2 separate regions of the Mustela erminea genome follow, and region 2 is linked to region 1. A link is a contact called in public Hi-C data. All regions are on one chromosome and are shown on one strand. Each heading gives the region's core, a stretch centred on a gene start, on an enhancer-like site or on the middle of the called end of the contact. The rest is flanking DNA. Distances are from core to core; before and after follow the strand shown. Region 1 holds the start of LOC116585183 (cytochrome c oxidase assembly protein COX18, mitochondrial). Region 2 holds the start of ANKRD17 (ankyrin repeat domain-containing protein 17).

Region 1 (5,298 bases), core at 1,645-4,144:
TCACTTCAAGTCACAACACTCAGTTAACTAGTTCCGATTCCAGATGATGAATTTAGAATGAGCTTCATTAATGCTTTAATATGACTTACTATGTTACATACCTTGATTGCAAAAATTCTATCATTTGTATTTTGGGTAAGTGAGTGAAAATTATGCAACTATGACTTGACATAAATAAGAATTTCTTTGTGCTATGATAGTTGGAGTCATGACTAAGGTGTATTAAAGAGGTTTCATATTAGACTTTTTCTTTTTTAAGATTTTATTTATTTGGCAGACAGAGACCACAAGTAGGCAGAGAGGCAGGCAGAGAGAGAGAGAGAGAGGAGGAAGCAGGCTCCCTGCTGAGCAGAGAGCCTGCTGTGAGGGCTCTATCCCAGGACCCTGGGATCATGACCTGAGCCGAAGGCAGAGGCTTTAACCCACTGCCACCCAAGCGCCCCTAGACTTCTATCTTTAAATGCATTCACAGTTTCGAAAGTGCATGCTAAGTAAGAACTATGTTAAGAAAGATGAGAGAATATTTTTCAATAGAAATGAAAAGCTAATTTTACATTAACTTTGGTTTTAAAAAGCAATGCATTAAATGAGTAGGAAAGAAAAAGAAATTCAACCTAAATCGAATTCTGAGAGGTCCTTTTAACAATTACTCATGAAAATTATCTTTTAAAAGTTCTTTTGTCAAGCATTTCAGAGGGCATATTTGGGAAATGAGAAATTTAAGTGTACATTTATATAGTTTATATGTGTAAATAGCCTGTACTCCAATTTTTAATTTTTGAACCCACTCTGTTCAGCACTGATGGGTAAGAATTTCAGAAACTGCAGGAAAAAATGAAACAGTATCTATTTTTGAGATGCTTAAAGTTAAAAAAAATTAGTTGTGTGACATAGTAAAGACAAGAATGGCTAATTATAATTGCTGAACTTTAAAAAAATGTCCAAGTATACAGCACAAGTTCATTTGCAGTGTTAGATTTGACAAGATACCAGTTAGTTTGTTCAATGTATGGTCTTATCGTCCTGTACTCTGCAACTCAAGAATTTTGGATTAATCCGTACATACACGTTAGCACTAACACTCCCTTTGTATTGAGCTATATAACTGACAAAGACTTACCCCAGCATTCTTTACCAAATAGATAAGTTCTGATCATCTCTATTATGTTAATAAGTACGAAATTATAGAAGTTAAATATAAATTTTATTGAGGTCACAATATTGAAACTAAAGCAATGAAACACTTTAGAATGAGAATATAATGTGACTCTGGAAAAGGCAAACCTTAATCAACTCTGTTTCTCCTGAATATTAAAGGGTTAGAATCTCTAGGCTTAACTGTGACTGTGGAAGGGCCAATTTCCAATGATACCAGTTCTCTGGGCAGAGAGAACTGCAGCAGCATAGAATTTGCTCCTTTACTTCCAATCTTTAGGCGAAGATATTTCCATTTAAACTGTTCCCACAGGGGTTCCTGGGTGGCTCAGTGGGTTAAGCCTCTACCTTTGGCTCAGGTCATGATCCCAGAGTCCTGGGATCAAGCCCTGCATTGGGCTCTCTGCTCAGCAGGGAGCCTGCTTCCTCCTCTCTCTCTGACTGCTTCTCTGCCTACTTGTGATCTCTCCCTCTCTGTCAAATAAATAAATAAAATCTTAAAAAAAAAAAAAAACTGTTCCCAAATTGAACTAGTAGTCACTAGCTACCAGTTGCTTTTTTTTTTTTTTTTAATTTTTTGCTTATTTTTAAAAATATTTTTAAAAGACTCATTTACTAGAGAGAGCGAGTATATGAGTGGGAGGGAGGAGCAGAGAGAAGGAAAGAATCCTCAAGCCGACTCCCCACTGAGCACGGAGCCCAAGTGGGGTCTCGGTTTAGGACCTCCACCAGATCCGCTGTGAGCCACACAGACGCCGGGGTTGCTTTTTTAAAACTTAAATGGATAGGGAGATACATTGGTACCTTTTTCTTTTAAAAAGGCTCTGTATAGCATAAATTGGAATTTGTATGTAAACGTATTTCAAAATTACGCATAATTATTGCATAATTAAATAAGAACCATAGCTGCAACTTAACATTACCCAACATTTGTCAGAGGCTTGTTTTAACCAACGTTTTATTCCGCACAACGCAATTTGGGTTCTAGGTTTAGGGGTGACCCTTCTGTGATTAAACTCTCACTCCATTCCAGTTTGTATACTGCTGCCCGGAACACAAAAGTCAAAATTAGTCCGTATAGATGAGGCATATTCTTTTTAAGTCGAAGACGGTTAATGCTACTTTCAGGCTCTCGAACCTTTATGTAAGATGCATGTAAGCTCTAGTGAAGGCCTCGTCTCCCTGCCAGTGATAACGCCTCAAGGAAGGCGAGTATCCTTGAGTTTTGCTACTTATAATGGGAGATAAAAACTGACACTCGGTTTGCAGCTGGGTTAGCTGAACAGATGAGCCAGTTAAATCTCTCTTCCACATACTGAACTTTGACCAGTGCCTAATGGATGCGCATTAAACTCGGGTCGGCCAGAAGCGCCGGCCTCTCTGCAGCCTGCGACGCGCCGTGTAATCCACCTGGGCTCTCGCAGAAGCAATGAGGGTGCACGTAAAGAGGTCGGGGCGGGGGGGGGGGGGGTGCTACCCTCTAGGTCACGAAAACCACCGACCAAATTGAACCCACTACAAAGCAAATGACTAGTTTTAAGTGAAAAGGAATGCAAACGCACCCGCGGAAGGCCAATTTAAGAGGCAAGCGCTTCCAGCGACCGCCCCGCCGGGCCCGAGGCAGCAAGCCCCGCCCCTAGCTCTGCACTCCGTCGGGCCTCGGGGGAGCCCCAAGCCGGCAGCGGGAAAGTTCTGGGCCTGCGCAGTCAGGCCCGCCCCGTGCCGCGTGGAAAAGGCGGGACCTGCCTGCCGATGCGTCATCTCGAGGGCGACGCCAGACGTCACTGCCTGGACCGGGAAGGTCAACCGAGCCTGAGGGAGGGCGCGCGCCGAGTTTTCGCCCGGCGTTGCCGGCGCGTGCGCGTGGCTTCCCAGGCGGCCCGGACTCCGACGCTGGTCCCGGAGGCCGGTGTTTCGGCTCAGCCCGGGCGCGGTCATGCTGTTCCGGCCGGGCGGTAGGTGGCTGCGGCCGCTGGCCGTACTGCCGCTGGGGGCCCGGGACCCGCCGCTGGTGCGGGCCTCCGCGGGCGGCATTCGGCGCTCTGCTCCGCCGGTGTGGGCGGCGGCGGCGTCCGTCTCTGCGGTCGCCTCTGGCGGCCCCGGCAGCTGGTACGAGGCGCTAGCCGCGTCGGCGCCGGTGCAGGGCACGGAGGAGGTGCTGCTCGGCGTGCACTCCGCCACGGGTCTGCCCTGGTGGGCCTGCATCGGTCTCACCACGGCGGCCCTCCGCGGCGCCGTCACGCTACCCCTGGCCGCCTACCAACACTACATCCTGGCCAAGGTGAGGGCGCCTGCTCCCTGCGCGTCCGCCTGCGCGGCGAGGGGTGCTGTGTGTCTGCCGGGGCTTAGAATCCGCTTCTGGAGTTGCTTAGTGTACCTGAGCGCGACCACTTTTTTAGCTAAGACGTTTCACTAGCATTGGGTGTGTGAGTTAAGAGATGTTTGGTGACACATGTGCCTGTCATTTCGTTTACCCTGCTGGGTCCGTGCTCAGAGCCCTGTTACTAAGCTTGCTGTTGGAGAAGGAGACGAATAAAGGCAGCGGTAGCAGAATTGTATGGAGAAACCTGTACAATTGCCGTCTTAAAGATCGTAACAGCCTGTATGTCTGCAGCATCCTTGTCCCCGAGGATTCCGATTCATCTTTCTTATTAGAAAAAACTGCTGAGCCAGCCATTTGCAAACGTGATATCCTTATTCGGGCTGCGACTCTGGTTAGTGCAGCCCCTTGGGCTTCAGGGCTTCTCTCCTGTGGAATCGGGATAGTAGTAGCTTCGTGGTCTACTTCACCATGTTATGAAATCAAGTCAGATAATGTGGCTTAAAGTGCTCTGAAAGCAAAGTATTATTCAAATGTAAGACTTCAAGAATCATGGTTTTCATGTTTTCAAATTATTGGGGATGGAGGTGGAACCCATAAGCAAAGGGAATCATCAGCACCATTAAGGCAGTGGGGTATTTTACAGAAACAGTTAACACAGAGCATAAATTAATGCAAACTTTTTGTGACTGTGGCTGTCACAGAGCATATTCAAGACTTAATTGACGACTTTTTTTTTTTTCAGTATCATTACTCAGAAGTCCAATATGAAACATTAAAGTATAGGGTTCAGTTCTTATCTAATCCTTATAATGACTCTGAGGTAGGTGCTGTTAAACATTTTATATATGAGGAAACAGTTTTAGAGCTTAAGCCACTTGCCCAGGATCACATAGCTAAGAGTATAAGCTGGACTTTGAATTTGGTTGTAACTGAGGATATCTTAAGCAAATTTGACACCTTATCCTTAGGCTTAGTTTTCTTGAAATAATCAGTAAACCACATTTTTCAGTGAGAAGAATAGAGTAAAATTCTGAGTAGTTATGAATAAAGATCCTTTATGTGCTCATAACGAATTCTACTTTTTCTTTAGCTAGGTGGAAAATTTACAGCCAGAAATAAAAAGCATTGCAAGGCATCTTAACCAAGAAGTTGCGGTTCGTGCAAATCAGTTGAGATGGTCCAAAAGAGTTGCCAGGTAAGCTAATTCTATGAATATAGACCATATGTGTGTGTGTGTGTGTGTGTGTGTGTGTGTCTGTCTATGTCTATACGTGTATATATATACATGCTGCGTAAGTGATTAAATTAATTCTAGGTTTGGGTGTTCTGTAGCTTTAGCAGCAAAGTAGTCCTTTCACTCCTTAATATTTTAAGAAGTTTGTGTGGTATGAGTTTTGTATAGTGAAAACAAGAAATGGAGAAACAGAGCAAGTTCCTTCATGAGGAACTCCAGCCTCCTGAGGAAGACCCGTAATCAAATAATGATTAAATTAAGTGCTATGGAAAGGGTTATGAACAAGGAGTTCAGTCCTAGTGGAAAGTCAGGGAAGGCTTCACGGATGGATATATTGTGCTAGTCTGTTGGGATTTCAGTCGGCAAATGATACAGATTATTTACACACTTGACCATTTTGGAAAGAATGCTATAGCAGCCCACAAAAAGGGGGAGGTAGAAAGTGTGAATGCTCTGGTAGAAGAAATTAGATAGCCAAGGTGCTCTCTATCTGCTGTGGTTACCCTGTGTAGTTGTCTACCTGGGCTCTTAGAAAGTGCTTAGAAGGTGCTTGACTGTGCATGCTGCAATCCTGTGCCTGTTGTTA
Region 2 (5,298 bases), core at 1,931-4,430, 170 kb before region 1:
ATTCCTTCAAAAATTTAGTCTTGTAATTTGCTTCCATTTGGTTCCAGTAACTACACCTAAAGTTTGTTCATTTTTTTCTTTTTTAAGTTTATTTACTTATTTAAGTAACTTATACACCCAACTTGGGGCTTGAACTCATGACCCTGAGATCAAGAGTGACATTCTCTTGAGTGAGCCTGCCAGGTACCCTGACCCAACTTTCTTTCTTATGTAATTCTTGAACTTGATTTACTTCTTTGGTTCCTTGAGCCCATGTCCGTTTCTTTAGTACTTCATCTCAGCCACCTTCAGGCCATCTAAAATAATGGTCTTGGATGGGAACACCAAACCTGGATATAATCTTTGTTGCTGTACTGTACTCAAATCTTCTTCCATTTCTTTTTTTTTTTTTCAAGATTTTATTTATTTATTTGACAGAGAGAGATCACAAGCAGGCAGAGAGGCAGGCAGAGAGAGAGGTGGGGAAGCAGGCTCTCAGAGCCTGATGCAGGGCTCGATCCCAGGACCTTGAGATCATGACCTGAGCCGAAGGCAGAGGCTTAACCCACCGAGCCACCCAGGCACCCCACAAGGCTTCTTCCATTTCATTTTTTAACCACTCAAGTTCTAGAAAGTCAGCATGTCTGATCCTTCCAAGTATTCATATGCATTTGCATTTCTGCCATTCTTTCCTTGAGCTTATCTTTTTAGTAAAACCTTTCTAAAAGCAAAATGTAAAATTCAAAATATGCTATTACTTTTATTCTCTTGAACCATTTCCCTGGAGCTAGTCTCAATAGATAGGTGATATGCTTTTCAGTTATGCTGCCCTACAAAACCTGGGTCTCCTTCTTCTGGCCTCCTATATCAGTTTCTCTAACATCTGCTACATCATCACTAAGCCAATGCAACAGATTTTAGATTACTGTCCTAGCAGTATTCCCCTTCTGGTACCAATTTCCGGATTAGTTATGGTCATTCTGGCTCCTATAACATATAAATTCTCAAATCTCAATTTTCTCTCTTATAATAAGTCCAAAAAAAGAGTTTCTCTAATTTGAAGGTGGAGATCTTCCAAGTTGTGATTTGGCTATTCATGTGCCACTTTTCTGGCACTGGCATCTCCAACATATAGTTTTCAAGGTTATGATACTCACTTGCTACAAGCTGATGGAGAAAGAGTAAGGGAGGATGTAAGGAACTTTACTAAACCTGAAAATGAATGCATCACTTCCATTCACATTTCATTTGCTAAAAGTCAACCACATGGCCCCAACTAAATGCAAAGGAAATTGGGAATTTTAGTCTAGCTGTATGTCCAGGAAGAAGAAATGTTTCATGAATGGCTAGTCAAGTCTTTGACAAGGCTCTTAAAAAAAAAAAAAAAAAAAAAAAAAAAAAGGGTAGCCAAAAATAACAGAAAGTCACTGCAGGCACTCTGTCTAATAACAGGGTAGCTTGACCAAATTTTACTAGTCCCAACAAGATATTTTACTACTATGTAAAAGAGCAAGAATTTATTTTTTAGTAATGGGATTAAAGAGGGTTTTTGATAGTGTGATAGTACAGAAGTTAGAGTGCAAAGGGTTAACAAGTAAAATTCAGGTAACAATCTTCTTTAAAGAATTGTGAAGGAAAGGAAATGGAGTGGAACCAGAAATATGGAGGATTAAAGATAGAAAAGGTAATAAAAGGAAGAGAAAGCAGCTACTGGAACTAGAGCACAGATGGATAATTCATCTCTGTAAGAGCAGGGAATGTCTCATTCCTCTGATACTGGGGAAAAGGAAAGTTCTGGAAGTATCTAAGTCTTCAGCATTTGGAAAGTTGAACTTTATGCCTAACACCATCAATCTTCTTTTGATGTTTGAAGTAAAGTCATATAATGAAATGTGGCTAGGACTTAAGACTGTAAAAAGTATTTTGGTGGGAAGAGAAAAGAAGGTGCTGATGGATATACAGCTGTGCTCCTAGAGCCTAAACCCGTAGTGGTATGATACACAATGTAATGTTCTGCACAGCAACTCAGCAACCACTGTAGGAGAGGAACAGGCAGATAGTTAGCCCAGTGTGTGTATCTACCACAGCACTTATTTTACTATACAGCCCCTGGAAGCGGAGACTTTGATTTCAAAACCTATGCACACAGTAGGAACATGATGAATTTTTGTTTGAATGAATTGATTCAGTCATTGCCAATTCTGCCATAGTACTCTGTAGAGTACTGGCAACTGCCCACATTTCATATGGTATGCCAATGCTAAAAAGAAAAAAAAATGCTAAAAAAAAAAAAATTCAGGCACACTCAATTAAACTTAGCAGTCTTAAAATGGCAACTATGTCAGCTGAGACATACTTTTTATCCTGTGCCAGTACATCTGCCTTTGATGTTTTCTTCATTTTCCTTATGCCACTGTACTCTTATTGGACCAGAAAGGGATAATTCTGAATTCAGTAAGATACGCTATTATTTCAGAAAGTCCTGGAAGTCCTTCATACATCTACAAATCAAAACCCCCTTCACCACATTCCTTCCAAGAGAGGCACAGACAAGGATGATTATTTATAATGCTCCCTCCACAGATAAAAGCTGAGTCGGGGAGGACTGGAAGACCTAAATCAGGGTCATTCCGCGAACCGTCTGCAAAAGCCTGGCACCGATCCTGCTTCCTTCTCCTGTCTTCTCCCCTTTGGAAACTTCAAAGTCGTGGTAATCTCAGACTTCACCTCTTCGAACTCCGTAGCACACAACGGTAAAGTCAGGGCCGGGAAGTCCGTAACTCAACACTGAAAACTTAGGCAAGGAGGGCTCTCCGACGCGCACGGCGCCATCTCTCACAGACCCACAGCCCTCAGCAGCATTCGGAGGTGGGAAACATGGCCAGGAGCGAAACGACGTCCGACAGTCCAGAAAGAGGCCCCACCTCCCGGATCTGGCGCTGCGGGCCTCCCGCTAACAAAAGCGTCGGGACGGCGCTTCCGCGCCGGCGTCCCACCCTACCCGGGGCGTTCCTCTGCAGCCTGCCCGGGGGCCGCCCGCCTCGCAGCGCGGCCCGCCCGCCGGGACCCGGAACCCGGCCCTCGAAATCGCACTTTCGTCTTTCGGCCACCCGCGCGCCACCGTTCGGGCGACGGCTGATGGCGTCACCCGCACTTCCGCCTGCGGCTGCGTTCTAGTCACCAGCGAGGAAGGAAGAAGGGAGGTCTGAAGGGCTGTGTGTGGGGGAAATAGCGAGGAAAGAGAAGAAATCCGGGCGCTCGCTGGCGCTAGGACAGTAACCGCGGGTCTCTTCTGTCCCCGCCGCCCCCCTCTCGGAAGTCGCCCTAGGCACACTTCCCTCGCCTTTCCGCAGTCTCCCTTCCTCTGGGTCTCCCGACACCCGGGTCTCTCTTTACGCCTCCCCCCCCCCTTTGCTCCCTCACACTCCCTCCCTTTCCCTCCCTCCCATCGTCAGCCTCCCCGCCCTTAGTATCGCGAGACGAGGTGAGAGCTGGCGGAGCGGCGGCGGCGGCGGCGGCAGTAGAGGTGACCGAGGCGGTGGCGGCGGAGGCGGCACCGAGCGCTGTGTCGGCCCCGGTGCGGCCGAAGTCGCGGTAGAGCGTAGCCCCCACGCCCCTCCCCCGTCCGCGCCCTCCCTCTTTCCCTGGGGATGGAGAAGGCGACGGTTCCGGTGGCGGCGGCGGCGGCGGCGGCGGCGGCTGCTGAGGGAGAAGGGAGCCCCCCGGCGGTGGCGGCCGTGGCGGGCCCCCCCGTGGCGGCGGCGGCGGCGGCGGCGGCGGAGGTCGGCAGCGGCGTTGGCGGCGGCAGCGGGGCTCGCTCGGCCTCTTCTCCTCGTGGGATGGTGCGCGTCTGCGACCTCCTCCTGAAGAAGAAGCCGCCGCAGCAGCAGCACCACAAGGCCAAGCGTAACCGGACTTGCCGACCCCCCAGCAGCAGCGAAAGCAGCAGCGACAGCGACAACAGCGGCGGCGGTGGAGGCGGCGGCGGTGGCGGAGGCGGCGGCGGCGGCACCAGCAGCAACAACAGCGAGGAAGAAGAGGACGACGACGACGAGGAAGAGGAGGTTTCTGAGGCAAGGGCCTGGTTTCCAAGGCTGGAGGGAGGAAGGGACCGTAAAGGGTCGGGGCCGAGGGCGGGAGGGGGCTTGCGGTGGGACAGACTCCTGGGGCTTGATCTGTCTTAGCGGCCAGGCGTCCCTCTGCCCTCTTTCTTTCCCCGGCCCAAATCGTGAGGTGGGGGGGGGGGGAGTGGGGGAGGGTAGCTGACACGTGGGGGGTGGGAGGACCACACAGCCCCCCCGAGTGGGTGAGCAGCAGGTTATCTTGGGACGGTTCACACGGTTAAGGATGGACGGAATTGGTTAGATGCCCTCTGCACGCCCGGCGGAGTCGGCCTGGGGTCAGTAGGGCCATGTTATTCCTGGGGCGGGGGCGGGACCGAAGCGGGAGGGCGAAGATAATAGGCAGCGGAGTCTCCTGGGGACTGGCCCGGAGGTTGGTACATTTCTCCCACTCGCGAGGTGCACCGGGGCGCTTCTGCGGGGAGGTAAGGTTGTAATGGACTCAGGGCTAAGTATGTGTGTATGGGAGAGACACGTGAGAAGCTGTACTTTTCCATACTGTTCTGCTGCAGGGCTTTTGGGTTTTGTTTTTTGTTTTTTTTTCTTCCCATAAGCATCGTGGCTGCTGAAGTAGCCTTTAGCTCTTTGCTCTCTCAGGGATGGTGGATGAACTGAACTTAGATCCATATACGTTTTTATATAACTCAGTGGCTGAAAAATAGCTTTGACTGTGACATGTGCATGCATACGTATCTTCAGATGCTTCCTTAGTGAGGAAAAATTAAGGCAGGCTTTGTCGTTTTCCAGATAATATGGGACAACTAAAGAGTGCTTTGAAGCCAGCCTTGGTTGTGGTGAGTTGGAATAGGAAGGCCTCTTGGTTTGTCCTAGTGATCTGGTTTCATAACTGTTTATAATTTTTCCTGGGTCCACAGACAGGCGGCGTTGCAGGACCTTATTCAAAGGCCACATATAACCCAAAAGCTCAGTAAAGCATACCATACTGACAAAAAAACTAAGTTAGTCTTATTATCAGCTCTTTTGTAACTCTCTTGTCCACTCCCTGAAATGGAAGCTAGAAAATCTTGATTTGGAGAAAGAAGTTGTAACTTAAGGCAGCAGAAGGAAAACAGCTTTAAAGGCTGATTTTAAATCTTGTAAGAGAACGACTGAATTATCTAGAAGTACCACTTGCCATTTATTCTCTTCCACGGAGTTTATCTTGGTGCAGGGCTTATTTTTTTTGAAAACTGTGTTA

Evidence for each region. Hi-C and Micro-C count contacts between places; a contact is called where the count stands out from the background.
Region 2: a contact with region 1 is called in a Hi-C map of spleen, with 4 times the contacts expected there. The contact joins the promoter of ANKRD17 here to the promoter of LOC116585183 in region 1. A contact is called at or near these places in 3 of 3 Hi-C or Micro-C datasets (fibroblasts, skeletal muscle and spleen).

The regions. Positions count from the first base shown.
Region 1 is chr2:156,415,974-156,421,271 of mMusErm1.Pri, reverse strand. LOC116585183 (cytochrome c oxidase assembly protein COX18, mitochondrial) reads left to right here and starts at 2,894. Exons shown (of 10, transcript XR_004283494.1): 1 at 2,894-3,436; 2 at 4,573-4,673.
Region 2 is chr2:156,585,363-156,590,660 of mMusErm1.Pri, reverse strand. ANKRD17 (ankyrin repeat domain-containing protein 17) reads left to right here and starts at 3,180. Exons shown (of 33, transcript XM_032334558.1): 1 at 3,180-4,052. The coding sequence starts at 3,630.